Regions from separate parts of the Gossypium arboreum genome. Here region 2 is linked to region 1. The links are chromatin contacts, called in public Hi-C maps. All regions are on one chromosome and are shown on one strand. Each heading gives the region's core, a stretch centred on a gene start, on an enhancer-like site or on the middle of the called end of the contact. The rest is flanking DNA. Distances are from core to core; before and after follow the strand shown.

Region 1 (2,903 bases), core at 265-2,764:
TTTAAATAAGTAAAAGTGCAAGTTTATAAGAAGTTCTGCTAAAATGTCAACAGTTAAAAAAGGTTAAAAACTATTAACATGATTTATATACCTCTAAGCGACCTGAAGAAGCAATCTCTGGAAATGGGTATCTGGACTTATCATTAGAAACTGGCTGCTTCTGTTTATTATCAGAAACTTCACCACCACAAAGAATAGCAAGGAGACTGCAATGGTTCCTTGAAGACCTTTGAGCACTAAACATCATTCAAACATGCCAGACTCAGCAAGACCCAAACTTGCCACTAAGTGCAAGGCACCAATGGCCCCTTTAAGAAGTCCCAAAAACCTAAAACATTACTGTGAAATCAAATCAAAACCCTAAAAAGACAACTGCAAATCTTATTACTCGAAACCTCTGATTTTCCAAAATTCTATCACAGAGCAAAAAGGAACTTCACTTTGTATTTGAGACACTTGAAAATCCCTAAAAACCAAAGGTGGAGAGTTCAAAATCTGAAGAAATCCCACCGATCCAGATGAAATAAACAAGGAATCGAGAACCCGAATGAACAAAATTACCAAACCAGACGAAGATACCGAGAAAATTTCTCAGGAAGCAAATCCTTCCAAAACAAAAATCGGAAAGTAAAAAAAGAACCCTAAGTTTTAAGAAGAGTCAGACTTCCAAATAATAAAGAAATCTCAAATAAATAAATAAAAACCCGAAATGACACATCTTTATTCCTTCTTTCACTAACAATCCCCCACTAGCACCGCCTTTGACAAAAAAAAAATTAAAATCAAAAACAAAAAACCCAAAATCAAAATCAAAATCAAAATTCGATTAAAATCAAAGTTAATTAATTAAAAATCAAAAAAGCCCAGCCAGAGCCTCCCTTTTTTTCTCTTTGTTGTCAGTTTGTATTTTTAATAACTACAGTTTCCCAAGTCAAAAAGAGTCAATTTGATGAACCGTTTGATCAGGAAATCCACAAAAAAGGAAAAAGAAATGCCCATTTCTTAATTGACTTTTTAATAATTTGTTTCTTTCAAGTTACCGTGCTTCAAAAGATATCATAACTAATGCATTGTACTCATTCGCAAACTTTGAGGAGGTGAAAAGTTTCTGTATCTGCTTTTTTGTGTTCTTGAATACTATACTTCAAAGTCCAATACTACCGAAATGAAGGGTATTTCTATTTTCTTTTCTTTCTTTTTTTATTTGGGCAAAGATTTAGAATGGTTGGTTTGGTTCTGTTCTCATTGTCCAAGCCTCCAAGTTCATCACTATCATCTCCATGATCATGATCATGACGGTGATCATCATGGGTAAATTTGTGTTGGGAATGAATGATATGAAATCTTGAAATTTTGTACTTATTTTTTTTACTGAGAATTTAAAAGCCCCGAAAACAAAAATTCTTTTCAGGTAAATATGTTCTTCGTTGAGCACTCGAACTGCTCGCTTTGTACGAACTGGGACCCAGTTCCCTGGATTTGACTCCCCCACTTTCTTTTTCGCTATTCCTTTCATTTGGTTTTTTTCTCAATTTCATCTTTTTTATTCTATAAAAACTTAATAACTTATCTTTTTTTACAATTTCATCCTTCAAAATTAAAATGGCAATACTATTAAATTATTGATCTCAACATCAAATGTTAAGTAAAAAATTAGCAAAAACATAACCATACAATAATTTATCACCAACTTTCCGATCCAATTAAAAAATTATTAAAATTTTAAAAAATTTCAAAATTTTGGTTTAATCGATTTTTAACTGATTCAATCGATTTTTTATTCAATTTTTACTGATTTTCAGTCTAATCAATCCAAAACTACTTTTTAGATAGGTCTCTCAACCAATCGGTTCAGCTCGATTCAAACAACAATACAATTTATATGTAAAAAATTAACAAAAATTAACGGTAATAAGATTAACTCCTTGGTTTTCATGAGGTATATAAATTACAAGGACAAAACTTTGACAAATTAAAATATAAAGATTACTTTTTGGAGATGAAATTCATAATTAAAATCTTAATTTCTACAACAAACTACTTGCCTTCATAATTCTTGGATTATGTTTTACTTAGGATTAATTGTATCCTACAGTTTTAAATTATAGGTTAATTCTAATTTGCCTTTTAATTTTAAAATATTTTTGAAGTATTAGTATTTTATCAATTAAGTTTTTTGTTAATAAAGTCATTAATTTGGGCATTAAATGCTGGATCAAATTTAATGTGAAGGATATTTAAACACAACGATTCACAAGATTTGTGTACCTACTACATGAATAATTTGAATCTATTGCATAAAAGAAAAAACAACCTTCCTAAATTTTATTAATGTTGTCTGTTTTTTTAGCACTTTAGGTTCAAACTATCAACGCAATATATCTACGCATATATGATTTAATTCATATGTTTTAAATATGTTTATGTCAATTTCAAACTATCATTTACAGACTAAATTGATTATTAATGTTTTAAGGCTTCAATTACAATATTTTAAAATCTAAGGACTAATTTAAAATTTAAATGATAGTTTGGAGATGTTTAGCAAAACTAACCCTTTCTCTTATTAATTTTTTTCCATGAACAGAATTTCACTAATCACGGAAAGATTACATGTTAATGAATTATCTTTTAGTATTTCTATATGCGTCAATTTGAATATAACATATAAAAAATAATTAAAAGGTAAAATTTAAAATTAATTAATAATAACACATATAATATATATAGTATTAAATTGGAAAAATAAAATGAATAGTGTTGTCATCAATATTAAGTTGGTATTGAGCTGACTTATAACACTGAAATAATAATAGCAGTCATTTAATAAAATGGTATATTAGTCATTTCTTAATTGAGTCGATATTTCGTTAACCTATGACATCATCTTAGTCAGTCAGGGG
Region 2 (2,903 bases), core at 241-2,740, 97 kb after region 1:
GCGTTTTGAGAGCTTGAGGAGGACTTGCTGCCCTTCAGAGCTGGATTTTGTACACTCTCTCAGTCGTTGTAAGAAGTGGGGTGCTCAAGGTGGGAAGAGCAATGTCTTCTTTGCAAAAACTTTAGATGATCGGTTTATAATCAAACAAGTTACAAAGACGGAACTAGAATCGTTCATCAAGTTTGGACCAGCTTATTTCGAGTATTTATCTGATTCAATCAGTACAAGAAGCCCAACTTGCCTGGCAAAGATTTTGGGTATATATCAGGTATTATTTATTAATATTACCTATGTAGTTATTTAGCTTAGATTGCTAACCTGTATGAAGAGTATTTGGAGTTCATGACTGAAGTTTTGGTTAATAATTCCAGGAAAAGAAATTGTTTTAGTAGCCCAATGCATTTGTTATCTATTGCTTTTCCTGTAACTATGCTTTCCAATTCTTTTTTTCAAAAGACTCTTAGGGATATTTGTTTGTGTGCATCTCCTTACTGATTTAAACATGAACTTCAACTTTGGTTTAGATTTGTGTCCAAACATGGTGTGTTAACACTTGATATTCTGATGTTATAAAGCCTGAGAATTGAACTGCTTAACTGCATTTCTCTGGGAAGATTTTTGATGTTCCTGTACTTTTACTGAATACAAGTTCTAAATATAAATATTAGGTTTTTCTTTTTTGAGATAAATTTACTATGATTTTTGGTTTAACTTTTTTTCTGGTGTCATTGTCTTGAAGGTTTCATCGAAGCACCTTAAAGGGGGGAAGGAGTCAAAAATGGACGTTTTGGTGATGGAAAATCTTCTCTTCAGGCGTAATATTGCAAGGCTTTATGACCTTAAAGGATCCTCTTGATCTAGGTATAACCCTGATACAAGTGGTAGCAACAAAGTCCTTTTGGACCAGAATTTGATCGAAGCAATGCCAACGTCTCCAATTTTTGTTGGAAGCAAGGCAAAACGTTTGTTGGAAAGAGCTGTCTGGAATGACACTTCCTTTCTTGCTGTAAGTTTCAATCTATCTTACTCATTTTGATCTTACTGTGCTACACTCACTATTTTGAAGATTTAAAGACTTTCCTTTTTATTTTCATAATCCGCTGTGAATGAAATAAGTTATAGTGGTGCGGCATAAATTTTGGTAGTTATCATGCTGACCTGAGAGAAACAATAGCAGGTAATATAGGATTCGGTTCTTCTTACTAGCATTATATTTTACTATACAATTGAGTGCTGATGTTTGCTCTGATTTTTCTGCTATGGCATGCATATGAGCTAATTGAACTGATCCAATGGTCAGAGTAATGTTTTCTGATAAATTAGTCAGAGCTGAATGCTTATATTTTTCTAATAATTACATATGCACTTTTGGCACAGTTAATCGATGTAATGGATTACTCATTACTGGTTGGTGTGGATGAGGAAAAACATGAGCTGGTTCTTGGAATAATCGATTTCATGAGACAATACACATGGGACAAGCACCTTGAAACTTGGGTGAAAACCACAGGCATACTTGGCGGGCCTAAAAACGAATCTCCTACTGTGATATCGCCCCAACAGTACAAGAAACGATTCAGAAAAGCTATGACAGCTTATTTTCTTATGGTGCCCGACCAGTGGCCATCTCCAACAGTTGTTCCTAGTGGATCACAGACAGATGTTTGTGAAGAAAATACACAAGGCGGTACTTGTGCGTGTTGAATGAAAATGTAAATCCTTTCGGACATGGGTATATTCATTTTTTAGTTCTTTTCATATAGTTGTATTCAAATATATATTAGACAACAAAGCTCTTGCAATATGTAGGTTCAATGCCCATTCATCTTTTCTTTTTTAAATTTTGTATTCCTTCCAATTGTAATTTGTAATTGCTGCCACAGTTGTATTATTATCTGTTAATTATTTCGTTGTAAGCAGAAACTTGTAGTGAGTTTTTTTCCTGCATACTTTTTTATGAATGCATTCTTTCTATCTACCTTTTTATCCTCCTTTTCAACTCCATTTTGTTTAAAATTATAGTATACGATGCAGCTTATTCTGAAGTATTACATATATTTTTTATATTAAGATTAAATGAATATATTATAAAAGTTTATAAAAATTTAAGAAATGATGACTAAAATTCTAAAAAAAGGAAGAAAAGAAATGGTAACTAGAATAATAATAAAATTGAGATGTTAACAAAACCTTTTAAAAATTTTTAAAATAATTATAAAAAAAAACTCATTTGATGGTCATTTGAATTTAAAAATCTACACGTACTAGATTAGCCTTTATCATTAGGCTTTCTTTCTCATTGCTTGCTTTTGAACTTAATATTTTAATCCTTATTATATTTTATGTAATATTTAGATTAGGTATATAATATTTTTATTAAAATTTATTTCAAATGTATAACATTTATAATGGTTATATTTTAATAATATTTAGAATATATGTTATATATTTAAATTATAATTTACAAATAATTATCATTAATTGCTTATAAATATTTACAATTTATTTTTCATACAAGTTATAATAACTTACATTTTATATTCTTACTAAATTATCATAATATTAACTAATTTAAACATCATTTAAATGCATATTTTACTTCTCAAATGTATTTTTTACGATACTTTTTCATAACAATTTCCAAAAACAATAAGAATTTTGTCCTAAATTAGTGTCACTCATGATAAATTTAGTTAAGAAATAAAAAAATTATTTATTTTTTTTTACAAAGTAACAATTATTATGAGTGTTTTTGTCTTTTTACATTTTTATATAAACTTTTTAGTAACCATTTTAAATCCAGAACAAATTATAAAAACACAGATTTAGAGTTGTCCATCCACAGTAGCTAGTTTCAAAATAATTTCAAGCACAAATCCGTTTTGGTGCTACTTTGCAGCCCA

What was found. A called contact is a pair of places that touch in the nucleus more often than the background predicts.
Region 2: a contact with region 1 is called in a Hi-C map of leaf, with 3 times the contacts expected there. The contact joins the enhancer-like site here to the promoter of LOC108483970 in region 1. A contact is called at or near these places in 2 of 5 Hi-C or Micro-C datasets (both in leaf).

What each region holds. Positions count from the first base shown.
Region 1 is chr6:116,496,183-116,499,085 of ASM2569848v2, forward strand. LOC108483970 (AT-rich interactive domain-containing protein 4-like) reads right to left here and starts at 1,515. Exons shown (of 15, transcript XM_017787544.2): 1 at 92-1,515. The coding sequence starts at 247.
Region 2 is chr6:116,593,636-116,596,538 of ASM2569848v2, forward strand. LOC108486203 (1-phosphatidylinositol-3-phosphate 5-kinase FAB1A-like) reads left to right here. Exons shown (of 12, transcript XM_053029589.1): 10 at 1-268; 11 at 740-1,006; 12 at 1,378-1,923. The coding sequence ends at 1,704. Among protein-coding and RNA genes, the nearest start is that of LOC108485477, 5.3 kb to the right of the region's middle. Within about 2 kb of position 1,491, at least 1 of the 2 cell types and tissues checked has an H3K27ac peak or open chromatin away from gene starts, as enhancers often do. A contact at or near this core is called in leaf, where this site is marked.